Linked DNA regions of Sus scrofa: region 2 is linked to region 1. A link is a contact called in public HiChIP or PLAC-seq data. All regions are on one chromosome and are shown on one strand. The core of a region is the stretch at or near the end of the contact, and the rest is flanking DNA. Distances in the headings are between cores, read along the strand shown. Region 1 overlaps TGIF2 (homeobox protein TGIF2). Region 2 overlaps TLDC2 (TLD domain-containing protein 2).

Evidence for each region. HiChIP or PLAC-seq counts read pairs in DNA pulled down with a chosen protein or histone mark.
Region 2: an H3K27ac HiChIP or PLAC-seq map of alveolar macrophages shows a contact between it and region 1. The contact joins two enhancer-like sites. A contact is called at or near these places in 1 of 47 Hi-C or Micro-C datasets (fetal skeletal muscle) and 2 of 2 datasets of contacts at active chromatin or transcription factors (alveolar macrophages and skeletal muscle).

The regions. Positions count from the first base shown.
Region 1 is chr17:39,857,681-39,863,232 of Sscrofa11.1, forward strand. It overlaps TGIF2 (homeobox protein TGIF2), which reads left to right. Exons shown (of 3, transcript XM_021077897.1): 3 at 1-479. All of the region lies in intron 2 of LOC110257439 (a long non-coding RNA gene), which reads right to left. Among named protein-coding and RNA genes, the nearest start is that of C17H20orf24, 8.4 kb to the right of the region's middle. Within about 2 kb of position 1,596, at least 12 of the 83 cell types and tissues checked have an H3K27ac peak or open chromatin away from gene starts, as enhancers often do. A contact at or near this core is called in alveolar macrophages, where this site is marked.
Region 2 is chr17:40,113,456-40,118,422 of Sscrofa11.1, forward strand. It overlaps TLDC2 (TLD domain-containing protein 2), which reads left to right. Exons shown (of 6, transcript XM_021078148.1): 6 at 3,483-4,967. The coding sequence ends at 3,557. It also overlaps a transcript of SAMHD1 not described here. Among named protein-coding and RNA genes, the nearest start is that of TLDC2, 10 kb to the left of the region's middle. Within about 2 kb of position 2,251, at least 6 of the 83 cell types and tissues checked have an H3K27ac peak or open chromatin away from gene starts, as enhancers often do. A contact at or near this core is called in alveolar macrophages, where this site is marked.

The DNA of each region.
Region 1 (5,552 bases), core at 346-2,845:
GTGCCCTCTCCTTGCATGCCCCGGGGGGATCAGGGATCCTCACCCTCCTGAGGCCCAGCCGGGGAAGAATCAACATGGCAGCTTCAAAATCAGTTGAAGCTACTGCTTGCCCAGCCTCTTCCACCCCAGCCGTGTCTGTGAGCCCAGGTCTGGTGTGACTGCTACAAGTCCCCTACTTGAAGCAGGGGGACCCTGGAAGTGTATTGGGCTGGGGTGGGATCTTCCCTTCCCACAGTGCACTGAGCAGTGGAGGTGGTAAGGGGTGAGGGAGCCATGCTGCTGAATTCTGGTTGGCATTCCCCCCTTGTACGAGATGGGGAGGCTGGCAGTGGGCCAGCCTCTGCTCTGTTTGGTTGTGAGATAAACCTGGAGGAGAAGCACAGTTACCCGTTGAATTATTTGAGCAAAGAACTACTGTAAATAACTTTTGTTCTTGTCTTTTGTCAAATAAAGTTGTTTTTTTGTTTTTGTTTTTCAAAGCAGAAAGACTGATGCACTGTGACCTGGGCCCAGCCTGGAGACAGGATAACTGCTGAGTTCTTACCCTACCTTACCTTTCACCCTCCCTCTAGTAGCTGCTTAGAAGTGTTGTGTACTCCCCCTTTCCTTGGTCTCAACCCATCCCATGTCATCCTCATCACAGTGTGCAGGGGTCATATGTATCCCAAGCTGGACCAGTCTTCCCTGGGGTCAGAGATCAAGCTTTGGGGTTGCTCAGTGGTGAGGGAACTTGAGCTGGCAGCTTCGTCCTCCCCCTCTCCCAGCGAGGCAAGAGCATGACCACAATATGAAGCCAGCACAGAAGGAAGCAGAGGTGCTGCGTGGATACCCTGGTCATGTCTGAAACCAGTGCCATCTCTGGACTTCCCTGTTATGTAAGCTAGTAAATTCCCTTTTGCTTAAGCTAGCTATGGGTTGCATTTCTGTCATAATGAAATGACTAAACATTGTCACTGCAACCCAAACATCTTTTAATTTTTGTATACATTCATGAAAGAAATGAGGTGCCCTTCTCATAGGTAAAGAAACAGAATTTTAAGTTACTTGCCTGAACCTACACAGCCAGGACTAAGTGCGATATTAATTCAAGTCTGTCTCGCTTTACGGTCACCCTGAGGTCTGTCCCTCTCACACAAACTAGTGATGGGCAGTTCACGACCTACTGGCATCCAGCTCTCTAACATGGTTTGGGCTGAGTACTAGGAGTTTCTTCCACTGAACCAAATCAGGTTTCTTCCTGATTTCTCCCCAGAACACCCAGATAGAGGATATTGATTTTCCCACAGGTCACTCATCCTTTTGGCATTTGGAGATGGAGCCTCCCTGCTTAAGTTCCCCAGATTAAAGTGCCCCAACTTCCTTAGCCATTCATCCAAGGTCCTGGTTTTCCCATTTCCCTCTGTCAGTGTCAAGCTGGACACTGGGGCTTGGCAGAATATGAACATGCTGGAAGGGCTCTTCAGAATAAGTTTAATACTCATTTTACATCTGGAAAATGAATATTAATATTTCCCTAAATGTTCCTAAAGGGGGAAGTAATTTGGATGGTTCAGCTGCCTCAGGAGAGATGGCTTCTTACAGATGCTTTTCAAGGAACTGAAAGTAAAAGTGTCTTCTGTATTAGGCTTCAGACTGATGAGCTGTGGAGTGAGCAAGCACTCTAGATAATGAAAGCTAACGGAAAATGTAGCTAGGGCCCCTCCTCTGAAGCCTAAGAACATTATATAAGGACATCTACCTTGCTTCTAACACTCTGATTTAGGAAAGAGCTTTTAAAGGCATTTGTGCTCCCTCATCTTGAATATCTGCTGTTGAGTTGACTGTATCACCTGACTCTGTGCTCCTGTTCTTCACAAGGGGGCCGTGATGATGCTTCAAGTCCTTGGATATCAGTGTAAACCTAGACCCTGTGTCCAACAGTAAAGGAAAAAAAGTAAAAGTGGCAGTGATGGGGGGTAGGGGGATACTGCCTTTAGACTGATGCTCAAGGAAGGCCTCTTCCTTTCCACTGTTTTTGAAAGTGGTCATTTCTCCACAGATCCCGGCCTCACAGACCCACTGGGAAACTTCCCCAACTTAGCCTCGTGAATAAGAATCTCTAGGGTAGGATTCAGGCCTTTGGATTTCTTTTTTTCTTTTCTTTTTTTTTTTTTTTTTGCCCCATACCTGCAGCATATGGAAATTACTGGGCCAGAGATCAAATCTGAGCTGTAGCTGTGGCAACACCAGATCCTTTTAACCCACTGTGCCAGGCCTGGGATGGAACCCACGTGTCAGCAGTGACCCAAGCCAAGCCACCACAGAGACAACACTGGATCCTTAACCCACTGCCCTACTGCAGGACGCTGGAATTTTAAAAGTACACTTGAGTTTAGAAGCTGCAAATGTGCAAGCTTTCAGAGGGAAGGGGCCAAGTATACCTCCGTGAGGCTCTAACCTCATGATGTTAGCCATTGGACCTAGAAAATAAGGTCTGGAACTGAGGAGAGATGTGTAAATAATAATCTCATCACTGCTCTCAACATTACTAGTTTGTTTCCAAAGCACCAGATCCAAGCCTGGCTACAAATTCTGGCTCTGTCACTTACTATTAGCTGTTGTGCCCATGGGTAAGTCAGTTTACCACTGGAAACTCAAGTTTCCTCATCAATAAAATGGGAATAGTAATATTCACCTCTTAGAGGAGGATGAAAATAGGATAATCCATATGTTACTGTTCCTATCTGGCCTCAGCATAGTGTTGAGAATAAAACAGAACTGTCAAAATAACTTGCCAATACCACACAGCTTTCAAGCAGCAGAACTGGGACTGGCTACCCAGAGAAGTAGTTCTCAAGCATCAGACCTTACCCCCAGGGAGTCCAGGAATTTGCACGTTTCACTGATGCCATAAAAGATACTCCTGCTATTGCTCCAGGGTCCTGATTGTTTATAATCAGGACACTGACTTATCCCCAAAAAACTGCTGGGTTGGGAAGACAGCTTCTTATCTTTCAAGGTTACAAGATGAGAAGAAGAAGGGTACCACCAAGTAGTGCCCTCAAACCATCTGACTTCCTTTGGCCCCTAAGAGACTAGTGGCCTGAAGGTGAGGTGTAACCTTTCTGAGACTGTCATTTTAATTACAGAAGTAGAACACATTCACTGTGGAAAATTTTTAAATAAAAGTATACAGGAATCCCCTTGCTCCACCCCACCATGGTTTCAATTTTCAGTTTCAGTTACTCACTATCAACCTCAGTCCAAAAATATTAACTGTAAAATTCCAGAAATAAACAGTTCATAAATTTTATTTATTTTTAGCTTTATTTCTTTCTCTTTTGTCTTTTGAGGGCTGTACCCATGGCATATGGAGGTTCCCAGGCTAGGGGTCTCATCGGAGCTGCAGCTGCCAGCCTACGCCACAGCCACAGCAACGCCAGATCCGAGCCGGGTCTGCGACCTACACCACAGCTCACGGTAATGCCGGATCCTTAACCCACTGAGTGAAGCCAGGGATTGAACCCGCAACCTCATGGTTCCTAGTTGGATTCATTTCCGCTGTGCCACGACGGGAACTCCGACAAGTCATAAATTTTAAATTGCATGCTGTGCTAAGAAGCATAATGAAATCTCCCACCCTCCAGGCCAGGGATGTAAGTCATCCCTTTTTTTCAATTTATCTGTACTGTATATGCTTCAGCCCTGCCTGCTAGTCACTCAGGAGTTGATCTATTTTCAGATCAACTGTCACTGTACTTCAGTGCTTGTGTTCAAGTAACTCTCTTACTTATGAACAGCCCCAAAGTGCAAGCATAGTGATGCTGGCAATTCAGATATTCTCTGACCGTGCCTAATTTGTAATCATAGATGTGTACACATAGAAAAAGCATGGTATACATAGGGTTCGCTATTATCCCTGGATTCAGGCCTCCACTGGGACTCTTGTAACATATACCCTGTAAATAGGGAGGGACTACTGTAAAGGGAAAGAAGTTTTCTCTACTTTTGGAGAAAAACAAATGTATGTAAATCATTTAGCAAAGCTGGCACCTGGTGAGGGCTTGCTCGGTAAGCACTAGTAAACTATTTCTTGTAGGCAAAAGGAAAAGAGGACCAGGATATAAACTCAAACCTCTACTTCACAACCTGGGCTCTTAACACAGCTCCTGGTTCCTTCACCCCACCCTCAGGCTCCGGGCTTCTGTGATTCCACCTATTATCTGTCTGGGGCCACAATCTTACCCCTCAGAGCGCACCTTCCTCCAGACACCTTTCCAAGCAGCTGGCAGAGGTATAGAGGTGTTCAACCGGGAGGACCGCCTCAGCCCGAAGACTGAGACCATGTGTGTAACTGGTGCTAAAAAGCCCCAACATCACAAAGGCAAAACTACTCCAACTTCCAAATCTCTCCCACTTCCAAATCTGACTCTTCATCAATTCTTTTCCATTGTAGGCCACCCAGGACGTTTATTTTAACCATATGGATGCACTGGGTTTCAGCCAGATTCACCACTTCCTAAGGTTTAAGGGACGCTTTGGGTGAAAGCAGAAAAGGAACAAGTCTCAGTCCCATGAAACCTTCCAGGCAAGGGCTTTCCACGCTGCCAGCTTGGCTTTGTCTGCTCCTAGAAAGCTAGAAGGAGGAATGCAGATGAGGTTTCAGATGCCTGTTCAATCTCCCAACTTCACTGTGTGACCTTGGGCTGAACTGCACCCTCTAAGCACCCTTCCAAATAGAACTTTCTGTGACAACCCCCTCTCCTTCCTTGTAAACACAAACTTAATGAATCTCAAAGTTAAGGTCAGAGCTTCAAAATATAACATGACATATAGAGAACTCTTTGGGGGGTAAGAAATAAAGTTATCTATATGCAGATAGTATGATTGGATATATAGGAAGTGCTTAAGGTTCTACAAAAAAAAGACAGCTGAATAAGTGGATTGAGCAAAGTTGCAGGATACAAAACTCAACTCTGTTTCTACAGTGAACTGTCCGAAAAAGAAATTAAGAAAACATTCTAGGAGTTCTCTTGTGGCACTGAGGGTTAAGGATCTATCATTGTCACTGCAGCAGCTTGGATCACTGCTGTGGCATGGGTTTGATCCTGGCCTGGGAACTTCCATATGGCATGGGCATGGCCAAAAAAAGAAAAAAAGAAAACAATTCCTCTTACGATAGCATCAAAAAGAATAAAATTCCGAGCCAGGTCTGCAACCTACGCCACAGCTCATGGCAACACTCAAAGACCTAAACATAAGAGTTAACAATATAAAACACTTAAAACATAGAAAAACTTGATGACACTGGACTAGGGAATGACTTGAATGTGACACCAAAGGCACAGGAAACAACAAAAAATGATACGAATTGCACTTCATTAAAATTTAAAACTTGTGTGTATCAAAGGACACTGTCAACAAAACGGCAACCACAGAATGGAAGAAGATACTTGCAAATTACAAACATGTTAAGGGATTGGTATCTAGAATATATACACAACTCCTAAAATTCAACAACCAAAAACCCCAAAACCCTAGACTCAAAAATGGGCAAAGGTCTAGAATAGACA
Region 2 (4,967 bases), core at 1,001-3,500, 260 kb after region 1:
CAGTCAGCACAGTTTCTGGAGTGACCCTTTTACAACCTAAGTCAGAGCATGTCACTCCTGGGTGCCATGTTGCCAGTGACTTCCCTCTCCCTCAGAGAAAAGCCAAAGTCTTCACAATAACCCACAAGTCCCTGCCTTTTCTGACCTCTCTCTGATGTCATTTCTTGCTACTTTCCCTCTCCCTCACTCTGCTGTAGCCACAATGACCTCTAGGCTGGTTTTTAAACACATAAGCCGTTCCTACCTCAGGGCCTTTGAACAGGCTATTCTGCTTAGCATGCCCTCCACAGGATCTCCACGTGGGTCAGTTCTCACTTCCTTCAAGATTCTGTTCACATATAGCCCTCTCCACCAAGCCCTCCCTGACCACTTGGCTTAAATTTATAACACTCCAGCCCCTGGAAACTCATCGTCCTTCTCTACTTCTTTCTCCTTAGCGTTGTCACCCCCTAACATATTATTTATTTTACTTATTTACCTTCCTTGTGCCACGAGAATGGGAGTCTCAGGAGAGAGGAATTTTTGTCTATGCTCACTGTTCTATCCAGTACCTAAAACAGTGCCTGGCGCTAAATGCTAATTTTTTTTTTGCTATTTTAGGGCTGCACCCACAGCATATGGAAGTTCCCAGCCTAGGGGTCAAATTGGAGCTGTAGCTGCTAGACTATGCCACAGCCACAGTCACGCGGGATCTGAGCCGCATTTGTGACCTACACCACAGCTCACAGCAATGCTGGATCCTTAACCCACTGAGCAAGGGCAGGGATTGAACCTGCATCCTTATGGATCCTAGTCAGGTTCGTTAACCACTGAGCCACAAAGGGAACTCCTAAAAAAATTCTTGAATGGAATGAATGATTGTTTCAGTGGATTACTAGTCTTCCCAGGCTATTGTTATGGAATCTCATCTTGTCAAAAACTGGTTAATTTTTGCCAGTCTTTGGTCTTCTGGCACTTCTTGTGTTCTTCATGAATTCCCAGCAGTTCCTTGACCACAATTCCAAGAAGCACCACAAACATGGTCTTAATTTTTTCTGTAGCAATGTTTATCTTCCTCCTTTAAATTTCAAGGTCATGTTCCTTAAGGAAAGCAGAGGATTTGAATAGTTCTGTCTTCTTGTGGTCACTTGTTAAATATTATCTCTTCTGAGTCCAAAGCTTATCTTTTATTAGTCCATTTTCTTGCTAAAAACCCTTTGGTTACTCAGATTATTTATTTTTTTGCAATTAATTATATGCTTTACTCTGTGGCCTTTTAAAAATCTTTTTATTAGCTACATTGACTCTTGAACAATTTGTTCCCTCGACAAACATCTAGAGCAAGTCTTGGGAATATTACTAGAATCAAGACAGACTTCATGGAGCTTTATGTGTTAGCAGGGCAGGCAGTGGGATGTTGCTATATGAACAGGGCCTGGGAAGAGGGGCTACTTAAAATTTCTCTGGGATGATATTTGGGCTGAAAGATGAGAAGTGAGCCATGAGCCATTTGAGGAGCTGGGGGAAGAGCACTCTGGACAAAGGGATCAGTCAGCGTGAAGGTTCTGGAAGAGCAATAGTTTCAGGTGTTCCAGGGGCAGAAGGGCCAGTGTGGATGAGGTACAATCAGTAAGGAGGAGAAGAGGCTGGAAAGGAAATCAAGGGTAGAGCAGGTTGGGCTTTTGGCTGTTGGAAGGAGCTGGATTCCATTCCCATTGCCAGGGCCATCGGAGGGCTTTAGCAGAGGAGGGCCAATATGCGATTACATTTTGATAGACCACTCGGACTGCCATGCAGAGATGGGCTGTGGGCAGGAGACAGTAGAAGCAGAGACCCATAGGAAGCTGTCATCCAGGGAAGAGTGACTGGCCAGGATGGATGGGACAGAAATGGTGGTAGTTGGGTCTCTTTAGGGTGGGACCCACAACACTTGCTGAGGAACTGAGTGGGAGGCAGCAAAAGGGGTAGGGGAGTGAGCAGACTTGGTATCAAGTGGGAGCAAACAGTCAATGGTAAGGTCAGGGCCCAACTCCTGACTGGGACTTTTCCCCTCCTCTCTCCAGCTTCGGAAGCAGGAAGCCTCAGAGAGTTCTGGCCTATTTCTAGAATAGAAGGGCTTTGGGGCTGTGGGAATTCAGCTTGGGAGGCAAGAGGAGGTGAACTCCAGGGAGACTGAAAAGATATTGCAAGAGGCAGGAGCCCTAAGTACTTCTGAATGCAGCGTATCTGGGGCCTGGATGTTGTGTTCCCTCCACAACACTGCCACCCAGTGGTATAGAGTCAGACTGCAAGGGCAGGATTCACCTAGTAACCAGAGGCTTTTCCTGTCATCACAGGTCTTTAAGTGGACAGGAAGCAACTCTTTCTTTGTGAAAGGAGACTTGGATTTACTGATGATAGGCTGTGGCAGGTGCGTGTCTCAGTTCTCCCCATGTCTTGAGTCTTGAGATGGTCTGTGCCCTGGTTCCTTCTCCCATCTGAAAACACTGGCTAGGCTGCTCCAGACAAAATGGGAAGGCTGCTGGTTAACCTTCAAGTCTCTCCCTTCCACATTTTCCACTCCCAGGGACATTTCCCAGTCCCTCAGCCAAAACCCTAACCCCCGCTCTGAGTCAATATTGAGAGGATGGCATGAATTCTCCTCCAAAGTGTTTAAATGGTGACAGCTTAATCTGAATTTGTGTAACTTTGGGAACAGCATTCCACACAGTGGGCTAGAGGCTAGAGTTAGAGGATGGGCAAGCCTCAAATTTACCCATCAGCCCTGTAATCACATGAAGTATAACTCACTAGAGGAAGGCATGCATCTGCCTGGGAACCTGGGGTGTGTGTGTGTGTGTGTGTGTGTGTGTGTGTGTGTGTGTGTTGTGAGAGAGAGAGACAGAGAGAAAGAGAAAGAGGTGGGAGGTGGGGGGGGGGGGTAGGAAGACAAGGTTAGTCTGGTGTGACCTGCAAATTCAGGCAAAATGTCTTATCCTGAGGGCACAGATGAAAGCATTGTTTGATTAGTACCAGTTCTTTGCTCTCCCAACTGCCTGAAAAGCCTCCATTGAGAGGCACCCTGACAGAGAACATATCTGCCATTGCTGACTTGCAGTAACCCACCTCCCAGCTCCAGCCTAGGTTTGCTGCCAAACGAGGGGATTACAATGGATGCTCTCTTGGCATGTTTTGGGCTCACGGTCCACACTTGTGAGAGTCCCTCCTTTGGTTAAGCATTGCTGTCTTAAAAACATTCCAAGTGTTCTAAAACTGGATTGTGGTGATGGCTGTACCACTGGATGTATTTATCAAAAAATCACTGAATTGTTAAAAAAAAAATGCTCTAAACTCTGGGGGACAACATGCAAGTCCCTAACAATTTGGGATAAATTGATTTAAGCAGAGATGAAACAAAGGCAAAATGGGGCTGTGGTCAGGGTGTGGCCAAGAGTTGCTGGTGCAGCCTGAAAGGTCTCAACACCCAGGAGTGAGCCATGCCAAGACTTCCCTCTTCTCTTTAGTGGCCACTTTGGGCTGTGGTTGGATGGAGACTTGTATCATGGGGGGAGTCACCCCTGTGCAACCTTCAACAATGAGGTGCTGGCCCGGCAGGAGCAGTTCTGCATCAAGGAGCTGGAGGCCTGGGTCCTGAGCTGAAGCCCTCATGGTGGGCAGCTTCCCGAGGCAACGGATGCTTGAACCTGCCCTGGATGCCGGTGAGGCCTCCTTCACAGAGGGCAGTCTATTCTGTCCAACACACAGATGACCAAGTGTCTTAGTGTGGATTGTGGCTGTAAGCGAGCCCCCTGTCACCTGAGGACCAAGAATGGTGACAGGCAATGTTCTCCTGGAGGGCAGACTTTGAAGGACAGAAGGACAGAAGGACGCTTATACTCACCAGAGCAGCACAGAATCCCTCATGAGAATCACCTTTTTCGAAATTACACGGTACATGTTTATTGTAGTAAAACCAGAAGATTTAAAAATTTTAAATTGCCTCCCTTCAAAATTCAGTCACTCTCCAAAACACATTTTCACGTATATCCTTCCAGACAATTTTCCAAGGAGATATATATATATATGTATATCTTATAAAATGGGATTCTAGTCTACATATTTTAGAAGTTATTTTAACCTAAAGAATATTGTCAAATCACAGACGCTTGGATTCGAGAGTGAAATTAATAAAGACTCCAGCAGCAGCCTTCTTTCCCCAGGACAGTGAGGGCTTTCCATTTGCTACCAGTGTGCCAGGTGCTTACAAATCTCTGAATCCACGAGGAAAATATGAAAGCAGCAAATGAACAATATGCATATTTGGGTAAAGAAGAAGAAATTCTGTAAATGGGAACCTTAGGAAGGTTGAAAAGGAGGAAGGCAAAACAGGATCTCAGAAAAACTAGGAAATAAAAAAGTAATAAAAATCCATTTATCCCTTCCCATGCTAGTGCTTGCCTCCTGCTAGGTTTTTTTTTTTCTTTTTTCTTTTTTAAGACATGCTCAGGACATGTGGAAGTTCCTGGGATCAAACCCACACCATAGGGAGTTCCTGTCGTGGCTCAGTGGTTAATGAATCCAACTAGGAACCATGAGGTTGCGGGTTTGATCCCTGGCCTCGCTCAGTGGGTTAAGAATCTGGCGTTGCCGTGAGCTGTGGTGTAGGTTACAGACGTAGCTCAGATCCCATGTTGCAGTGGCCGTGGTGTAGGGCCGGTGGCTACAGCCCGGATTAGACCCCTAGTCTGGGAACTTCCGTATGTGGTGTGTGCTGCCCTAGAAAAAGGCTAAAAAAAAACAAAAAACAAACCCATACCATAGCATGACAACACCAGATCCTTTACCTGCTGAGCCACCAGGGAACTCCAGAAGATTCATTATTGAGTGAGGAAGCCAAGTAACATGAGCTCTGTTACTATCAACCCCTCTTAAAGACCCAGCATGGTAATGAGGTACAAAGCAACATCCAGGTGCATTCCTAGACAAAAATGCATTTCTTTTGCACAAAA